Linked DNA regions of Sus scrofa: all the other regions are linked to region 2. Evidence: chromatin contacts called from public Hi-C and HiChIP or PLAC-seq data. All regions are on one chromosome and are shown on one strand. The core of a region is the stretch at or near the end of the contact, and the rest is flanking DNA. Distances in the headings are between cores, read along the strand shown. Region 1 overlaps KCNQ1 (potassium voltage-gated channel subfamily KQT member 1). Region 2 holds the start of CDKN1C (cyclin-dependent kinase inhibitor 1C). Region 3 overlaps TRPM5 (transient receptor potential cation channel subfamily M member 5).

Region 1 (2,700 bases), core at 60-2,559, 280 kb before region 2:
TCCTAACTCTCTCGGTGCGGGGGTGTGGGGGGGCTTCGCGGGGAAGGGCCCGTGGTGCCGAGGCTGAGGCCCTTTCAGGTGGGGCACCCTTGCTCCGGGGGCTGGAGGAGCAGCGTGGGTGCCAGAAGCCAACGTGCTCCAAGGTCTGGGGGCTGGGGGTGCAGGGTGGCAGGTCCCCTCGGGGCCTCTCAGTGTGTGCGTGGGGTCAGTGCCGGGGGTACCCAGTGAACACGTGAGCCGGGTCCTCCGAAGGCCAGTAGGGGCATGGCGGTGTCTCTGAGCATTTTGGGGTGGGAACGGACTCAGGAGCTTCCGGAAGGAGTCTTCGAGCTCCTCCTTGGCCTTGGGGAGGGTGACAGGTGACACTGGGCGGGGTGGGTGACCTGGCAGTGGGGTTGGGTGTCATCTGGGCTCAGGGACTGAGCATCTCCTGCGAGCCGGCCCGGGGCCTGGGTATGATTCCAAGTGGGGTTGGGGGGCCGCCCTTGGGGGCCCTTGATGTGCGAGGGAGACAGAGAGGGAGGGGTCAGCAAGCTGGGCGGGGCCAGGCCACTGCCCCATCCCCAGGGCGCTTACCCAGGAGGGCAACCTGGGGGAGGTGAGTGGGGGGCGTCTCACACCCTGGTGGATCGGGGCGGCCGTCAGCAGGGGCGGGGGAGGCCGGGCATCCATCTGGGCAGACGGAAGGCCCAAGTTCTCCCTCAGGGTGGGTTAAACACAAATCTCCCCAGCCCGAGCTTTGCCTTAGCGCTCCTTTCAGGATACAGACTCGTCCTGTAAAAACCAACCCGTGGATTCATCCGTCTCTTGGGTTGGTCTCGTGATGTTTCTGATTCCTTGTCATTTTTGATTCGGGTTTTGTGCCGTGAAGGTTCTCCTCTTAGGTGGCCGGCTCAGGGCGCCCTGGCAAGCGCTTACCGTGGTCCAGTCGCCACCCCGAAAGTCCCTCTGTGTCCTTGGCAGGCCCCCGCCCCCGCGCCCCCAGCACCTGGCAATCTCGGATGTTTTCTGTCCCCAGGGTCCTGCCTTTTCCAGGACGTCATGTGAAAGGCATTCTGAGTTCTGTAGCCTCTGTGTCTGGCTTCTTTCACGGAGCAGAACACATTTGAGCTTCATCCTTGTTGTGGCCTGCGTTCAGTAATTTGTTTCCTTTTAATTGGAAAGGATAAAATGTACCACAGTTTGTTTATCTGTTCGCAGGCTGATGGACATTTGAGCCGTTTCCAGTTTTCAGCTGTTATGATTAAAGCTGCCCTGATTACAGCAGTCAGGTTTCTGAGTGGTCATATGTCTTCATTTTTCTCGGGAAATCCCTGGGAGCGAGATGCTGGACGCTGGGCTGCATGCGCGCTGACCTTTCTAAGAAACTGCACGCTGGCTTCCACGGTGGCTCCGCTTCCCTTCCTCCCCGTCCGAGGGTTTCCATCGAACCGCGTCCCCACCGGCACCTCGTGTCGCCTGCGTCGGGTCTCAGCCTTTCTCATGGGTGTGCGGCTCGGTCCCGTGGTTTTCACCACCGTCCCCGGTGACGAGTGACGGCGGGCACCTTGCTGGGCTCGCGGGCCGCTCAGATGTCTTTTTGGACCAAGTGGCTGTTCAGTGTTTTGCTCGTCGGAGGGACCCGGTCCCTGGCCGTCATCAGCGAGCCGTGGGGGCTGTCCCTAGAGGCTGCATAGACATCTAGAGATTAGATTTCGATGAGCAGGTTTTGTTTTGCAATGATTTTCTCCCAATCTGGGGCTTCTCTTTGCTCGTTCTTCACAGCATCTCTCCAAAGAACAGAAGTTTTTAATTTTGAGGAGGTCCAATTCTTTGGGGAGTTTTTTTCCCTTTCCCTCCAAGGTTCAGGCTTTTGTGTTCTGAGAACTATTTGCCGAGTCCAAGGTTACAGAGCGTTTTCTCCTGTTTTCTGTGGCCATTTCAGAGTTTTCCGTTTCTGTTTAGATCTGTGATCCGTTTCCAGTTTAATTTGATGGACGGTGACAGGTACGGATCGGGCAGACTCTCTCTGCACGTGGTTATCCATTCCTTCGAGCTCTTTGTTTCCATCGAATTAGTTTGACACCTTTGATGAAAATCAGTCAACCATCTGCGTGGGTCTGTTTCTAGACTTTCTAATCTGTTCTGCCACCACCACCCTGACTTGATTAATGCGGCTTTTGTAGTAAGCCTTGAAATCAGGCTGTGTTAATCCCTCAATTTTGTGCATTTTCGAAAGTATGTTGGCCATTCTCGTCCTTTGCATGTCCATGAAAATCTCAGAATCGGTGTGTTAAGTTCTGCCCCAAAGTCCTGCTGGAATTTTGATTCGCCCTGCGACAAGCAGTTAGATGAATTCAGGTATCAAGCACATCTTCAGGAGGCCAAGTTTTCTGAACCCAATATCTCTGCACGTATTCAGATATATTTGTAGTATCGCTCCACCATGTTTTCCAGGTTGGGGGGTGCACAGGTCTCGGGTGCCATTTGTGAGACTTGTCACCAAGTATTTCTTGTTTTAAAGCTACCGAGATGCTGGATTATCGTTCGTTCGATTTCACGTTTGGATCGTTTGTTGCTAAGTGTGTCCTGTGGCTTTGCTAACCTTCCTCCTTCTGGAAGCTTTTTTTCTTTTCTTTTCTTTTTTTTTTGGTAGATGCTTTAGGATTTTCTATGGAGGTGATCTTGTCCCAAAGAAAGTCAGTTTTCATTTCTCCTTTT
Region 2 (2,751 bases), core at 44-2,543:
AGCCCGGCCGGCCGGACAAAGCAGGGCCGGGCCGGGCCGGGCCGGGGCGGGGCTGCGCGGGACTCACCGGAGATGAGAGGCCCGGACAGCTTCTTGATCGCGGCGCCTCCGGCGGCGGCAGTGGTGGCAGCGGCGGCGGCGGCGGCAGTGGCGGCGGCGGCGGCGGCGGCGGCAGCGGTGTTGGCAGTGGCGGCAGTGCCCGGCGCGGGGCGCCCCGAAATCCCTGAGTGCGGCGGCTCGGCTAGGGGCTCCTGGCTGCGCGGCGGCGAGACCGCCTCCTGCTCAGCGCTCTCCTGCGGCGCCGGGGCCGGGGCCGGGGCGGGCGCGACGGCGGGGCCGCTGGACGGCGGCTCCGGCGCCTCCCCGAGGCCGTCGAGGGACTCATCGGCCGGCGGCCCGGGGGGCGGGCTATCGCTCGCGCCGTCCGGGCGCGGACGAGGCGCCAGGAGCAGGCGACAGCGCCCCACCTGCACCGTCTCGCGGTAGAAGGCGGGCACGGAGTCGCTGTCCACCTCGGTCCACTGCAGGCGCCCGGGGCCCCGCAGTGGCACGTCCTGCTGGAAGTTGTAGTCCCAGCGACGCTGGTCCTCGGCGCTCAGCTCAGCCAGACGGATCTGCAGCTCACGACTCAGCTCCTCGTGGTCCACCGGCCCGAAGAGGCTGCGGCAGGCGCTGGTGCGCGCGAACAGGGGAAAGGTGCGGCGGGCGACGAGGCGCTCCATTGCCAACACGCTGCGGAGACACACGTCGGACAAGTCCGAGGGCTGCGCGGGCCGGGCGGCGGGAGAGGAGGAGAGAGGAAAAGGAGGAAGAGGAGAGGAAAGGAGGGCGGAGGCCGGGAGCAAGTGAGACCCCGAGTAGCCGGAGTCTGCATTTGCAAAGGGACGCAGCGGGAGGGCGGCGCGGCGGCTACCTGGCTGTCGGGCCGTGGACTGCTCCTGAGTCTCGTTCGCTGTGTCGTCCGGCCGGCGGCCGCGCCCCCTCAGTGCCTGTCCTCGCTCGCTAGGCTGGCTCTGGCCTGGCTGGCACCCACCGAGCGCAGAGCACTTGGCCTGTGGAACGCCCAGTCCTCGCGCGCCCCTTTATACGCGAGGGTCCCACCCCCCCACCCTCCGGGCGCGGGCCCCGCTGCTATTAGCATAATGTAGTATTTTCAGTTTCAACAACACCGCGGCGATTGGCGGGCGCCGCGCTCCCCCCGCCCCTCTGGCGGCCCGGCCCCCGCCCGCCGCCCATTGGCCCTTTGCACACACCCACCCGAGGGCGGGGCGGGGCGCGAGGGCCGATTGGCGGGGCGCGGGGCGCGCGCAGTGGCGGGGAGGGGGCGGGGCGCGGGGCGGAGCCCGAGTTAAAGGGCGCTGCGGGCGGTAACGTGACACCGCGGCGCCCCGCCCCCTCGCCCCATTCCCCCACCCCCCCGCGCTCCCGCCCCACGCCGGCTCCTTTGTCTGCAGGCGGGGGCTGCTGGGCTGCGGTGGCGCGGGCGCCCCCCTTCGGCCGGAGGGAGCGCTCTCCCCGGCTTGCGGCGACAGCCGCTCGCAGGACCGGCATCCGGCCTGGCCCCGCTCGCCGCCCGAGGGGCTCCCAGTCCCGCCGCTCCCGCTCGCCCTTTCGGGCCTCCCGCGCCAGCTGACGAGCCTCTAACCCGCCGCGGCCAGCTCGTCCTTGGCTGGAGCTAGATGGGGTCTTCGGCTGCCCCCGCGCGACCTGTTGCGCGGGAGGCTTATGTCCCTGGAAGGGTTCCGCGCACCTGGAGCCCTGACACACCTGCTGGCCCTAAGGTCCACGCGCGGGGAGAGGAGATTGGGGGACCAGGGGGCGGGAGGCTCTGTAACGCTCTTTCTCCAAGAGCGAAGCCGCGGGCCCATCGAGACCGGCTCTTCATCGCCTGGAGCCAGGTCTGTTAGTTCTTGGGGGCTGCCCTCCCTGCCCGGCAGATGGACACCTGGCTTTGCCCTCCTGAGCTATGCCCACCATGCCACTGCGTCGGTGCTCAGCCACCTCACGCCTGGGCCAGGCTGCAGCCACACCAGGCTGCCCAGGCTGGCCTGCTGGACGCTCTTGTGCTGGATGGTATTGGACGGGGCACTGGAGGCTTCTACACAGGGGTGGGCCTGGCCCGGCCTGCCTGGGGCCCTGACTGAGTATTGCTGATCCTCTGGCCCAGCCTTATCCCTTGTCACACAGGAACTACCCCCGCCCCCGCCGAGGGGTTGGGGGGCAGTGGTGGGCAGGCACCCAGACAGCCCTGCTTCAGCTGCTTCCAGGGGCGGTACCTCTCTTCGACCTCCGGGACGGCTAGCACCCTCTCGGTTGGGCCCTGTAGTCATTGTTGGTTGGGAAAGTACGCCCCTAAGAATGCGTGACAGGGCATGCAAGCCAGTGGGCTCTGCCATAGTGCCAGGGAGAGAGGCCAGCCCAGAAAGGGGAGGCCCTGCCAGGCAGGGCCCATGACCCACTCTCCTGCTCCTTGGTAGGCCCCTGACCCTCCCCCGTGGCCATCCCTACTGGGAGAGGCCACAGGAGACCATTAGTTTCTGCTGATTTCCCCTGGGCTCAGCCTGCCCAGGCAGGAAGGGGGACAGCCGAGCAGCGGCTGGTGGGCCCACCGGAGCCCTGAGCTCTCAGCCCTGTCCCAGGTGAGCCTGTGACCTCGGTGAGAGAGGCAGGTAAGGCGACTGGACCTCCACCTGCCTGCCTCCCCCAAAGGCTCAGGGGGGTGCCAGGATACTGCAGGGCTGGCGCTCCGTG
Region 3 (2,829 bases), core at 218-2,717, 360 kb before region 2:
GGGAGCAGGCCAGCCGCCGCCCTGTCCACACGCTGTCCTCTGGGCCCCAGGGAGCAGGCCAGCCACCTCCCTGTCCACCCAGGGAGCAGGCCAGCTGAAGCCCTGTCCACCTTCTGCCTGATGGGCCCCAGGGAGCAGGCCAGCCACCCTGTCCACCCTCTACTCGTGGGCCCTGGGGAGCAGGCCAGCCGCCGCCCTGTCCACCTGCTACCTGATGGGCCCCAGGGCGCAGGCCAGCCACCACTCAGTTCACCCAGGGAGCAGGCCAGCTGCCGCCCTGTCCATGTGCTATCTGCTGGGCTCCAGGGAGCAGGCCAGTCACCCTGTCCATGCTCTGCCCGTGGGCCCCAGGCAGCCCCAGAGAGCAGGACACCCATTGTCCTGTCCGCCCACTGCTCGGGGGCCCCAGGGAGCAGCCAGCTGCCTCCCTCACCACCCACTGCCCACTGGGCCCCAGGCAGCCCCAGGGAGCAGGCCAGCTACCACCCTGTCCACCCGCTGCCCTTTGGCCCCGGCCCCCCCATAGACCAAGGTACCCCGGCTGACGAGGGCCTGGGCAGGGGTGAGGCGGGGGCGCTGGGTCACCTGAGCGTGGTTTGTGGGCAGCTCGTACCAGGGCTGTCCAGTGCAGGATGTCCTCCCGGGAGAAGTGCTCGCTGGGGAACTTCTCTCTGAGCTGCTTCTCAGCCACCTGGGGCACCAGGAGCTGGGGCTGGTGCATCAAGGCGGCCAGCACGTCGGCGACGCCCCCAGAGCCCGCCAGGATGAGCCACGGCGCGGCGTGCTCCACAGCCCTGGAGATCCTCTGAGGCGGGCGGGAGGGGACAGCGACCCGGAGTCAGCTCCGGCGCGTCCCTGTCCTGGCAGGGCGGGCCACGCGGGATGCCCCCTGCCCCCACCCTACCTCCAGGGTGCTGGGGTCGCCGTTGACCAGCAGGCAGAGGACGGGGATCTCGATGCTGCTCGTGCCTGTGGACAGAGCGTGAGGAGGTCCGCCGGGTGCTCGGGGGGCGGAGGGCCTGGGACCCTCCCCGTGGGGTGACGCCCCGGCCTCACACCATCCATCTCTCCATTTTCTGGGCAAACTCCAGCAAAGGGGCTTTTTCTATTGAGGTGTGGGCTTCAGGCTGCCCGTCAGGCAAGGATGCCAGCCCCACACGCTATGGCCTGAGGCAGCTGCTTTGTGGCTATTCAAATGCGGACTTAGGGAGGTTACAACCGAGCACGTATCCATGAGGACACAGGTTCGACCCCTGGGCTTGCTCCATGGGTTAAGGGTCCGGTGTTGCCGTGCACTGCGGGGTAGGTCGCAGATGCGGCTCGGATCCCGCTTTGCTGTGGCTGTGGTGTCGGTCGGCAGCTACAGCTCCGATTCGACCCCTGGCCTGGGAACCTCCATAGGCCGCGGGTGTGGCCCTGGAAAGCAAACAAGCAAACGAACCAACAACACTGCGAAGTTGAACTTGCAGTCCCTGGCCGCACCAGCCACACACCCAGTGCCCCCCCTTCCCCATCAGGGCAGAAAGGGCCATGGCCTTGCTGCTGGGTCCTCCGAGACCCACGGGGTGCATCCGAGAGGTGGGGGAGGGCGATGGTGGGTTTCTTCCCCAAACAAACTGGAAATGAGTCTTCCACACGGGAAGCCCCAGGGAAGCCTGGAGCTGCCCCTCGGCTGAGTGGGAGGCACAGGCGGGCAGGCAGGGGTGCCCCACCCTGGGAAGGGTCCCCTCCAACACCAAGGGCGCCTCCTGACTGAATGGGGCGGATATCGTGGGCCGCACCGATGTGCTGACCGTTTAAACATGGCTCTGGCCGTGCTTTCATTAAAGCGGGCTCAGCTGACAAACATGACGTATTGCTTATAAACATCGCACGCCATTCTACACCTTGTTTACAAATAGCGGCTGTGCGCTAGTATTTGCAAATCCAGCTTTTGAATGGGCCATAGCCCTGCCCATTCCCCAGACGACTCTGCCCCCTGGCGGCAGCCTACTTCGTAGCCTGTGGAGGGAAATTTGAAACCCACACATCTCAATTTCTTCCCAAAGCCCCGAGCCCACTGCCAGAGCCTGTGGCCAGCGGTGCCCCACTGGGCATGAGCCTGAAACCACTCTGCCACCTGTTGGGAATGTTATCACCTGGCAGGGCTACTCCCCACAGCTGCATCCCCCAGCACGCTGGCTGGCGGGACCCCCTCCTGGGCCACCTTGGTGCCTTCAGCCCTGAATGCCCTTCCCCGCCACCCTGGTGGTCCTTCCAGCCCTGCCCACGCACTGTGCCCCCCCACCCCCACCGCCCCATGTTCCCTGGCGGCCTCCCTGGGCAGCCAGGCAGCCGGGCCTCACCCCCGTAGCCAGTCCTTTGCTCCGAGATGTGCCTTTCCAGCCTCAGCCGCAGCTCCGTGGGCCCGTCACCCTTCCCAGGCGGGCCCGGCTCCACCAGGATGAAGTGGGAGTGGTTGTTGTCCAGGGGGCAGAGGGGGCCCTGGCCGCCACTGTCATCCATGGGGTAGCGAACAGGGCTGTCCTCCTGGGCCCCACACAGACCGTGAGGCCTGGCCCAGGCTTCTGACCAGGCCCCAGGCTGCCCCCACCCCAGGTGGAGGGAGGGCTGGGCTGCTGTTGGGGAGCCTGGGGGCAGGCCAGGGAGGGGACCCTCTAGACAGAGCCCGGGGCTGGAAGCTCCACTCCGGGGACTGCCTAGGCCTCCTCAGACCCCTCCCCCCGGGGGACGCTGGGGGCCCTGGCCCAGGGTCACCCCGGCTTGCGGGAAGGCGGCCAAGCCACTCATTCGGGCACTCATTCGGTGGGATCTTGGGGCCCAGGTCCC

Evidence for each region. Hi-C and Micro-C count contacts between places; a contact is called where the count stands out from the background. HiChIP or PLAC-seq counts read pairs in DNA pulled down with a chosen protein or histone mark.
Region 1: a contact with region 2 is called in an H3K27ac HiChIP or PLAC-seq map of skeletal muscle, with 8 times the contacts expected there. The contact joins the enhancer-like site here to the promoter of CDKN1C in region 2. A contact is called at or near these places in 18 of 47 Hi-C or Micro-C datasets (blood, brain, embryonic fibroblasts and 10 more) and 1 of 2 datasets of contacts at active chromatin or transcription factors (skeletal muscle).
Region 3: a Hi-C map of fetal liver shows a contact between it and region 2, with 2.9 times the contacts expected there. The contact joins the enhancer-like site here to the promoter of CDKN1C in region 2. A contact is called at or near these places in 1 of 5 promoter capture datasets (liver), 27 of 47 Hi-C or Micro-C datasets (adipose tissue, alveolar macrophages, blood and 16 more) and 2 of 2 datasets of contacts at active chromatin or transcription factors (alveolar macrophages and skeletal muscle).

What each region holds. Positions count from the first base shown.
Region 1 is chr2:1,745,637-1,748,336 of Sscrofa11.1, forward strand. The region is part of intron 2 of KCNQ1 (potassium voltage-gated channel subfamily KQT member 1); the gene reads left to right. Among named protein-coding and RNA genes, the nearest start is that of KCNQ1, 72 kb to the left of the region's middle. Within about 2 kb of position 1,310, at least 9 of the 83 cell types and tissues checked have an H3K27ac peak or open chromatin away from gene starts, as enhancers often do. A contact at or near this core is called in fetal skeletal muscle and skeletal muscle, where this site is marked.
Region 2 is chr2:2,020,799-2,023,549 of Sscrofa11.1, forward strand. CDKN1C (cyclin-dependent kinase inhibitor 1C) reads right to left here and starts at 1,294. Exons shown (of 4, transcript XM_021082622.1): 1 at 914-1,294; 2 at 68-732. The coding sequence starts at 722.
Region 3 is chr2:1,656,939-1,659,767 of Sscrofa11.1, forward strand. It overlaps TRPM5 (transient receptor potential cation channel subfamily M member 5), which reads right to left. Exons shown (of 25, transcript XM_021082618.1): 6 at 2,346-2,529; 7 at 905-969; 8 at 614-805. Among named protein-coding and RNA genes, the nearest start is that of TRPM5, 6.6 kb to the right of the region's middle. Within about 2 kb of position 1,468, at least 7 of the 83 cell types and tissues checked have an H3K27ac peak or open chromatin away from gene starts, as enhancers often do. A contact at or near this core is called in fetal liver, where this site is marked.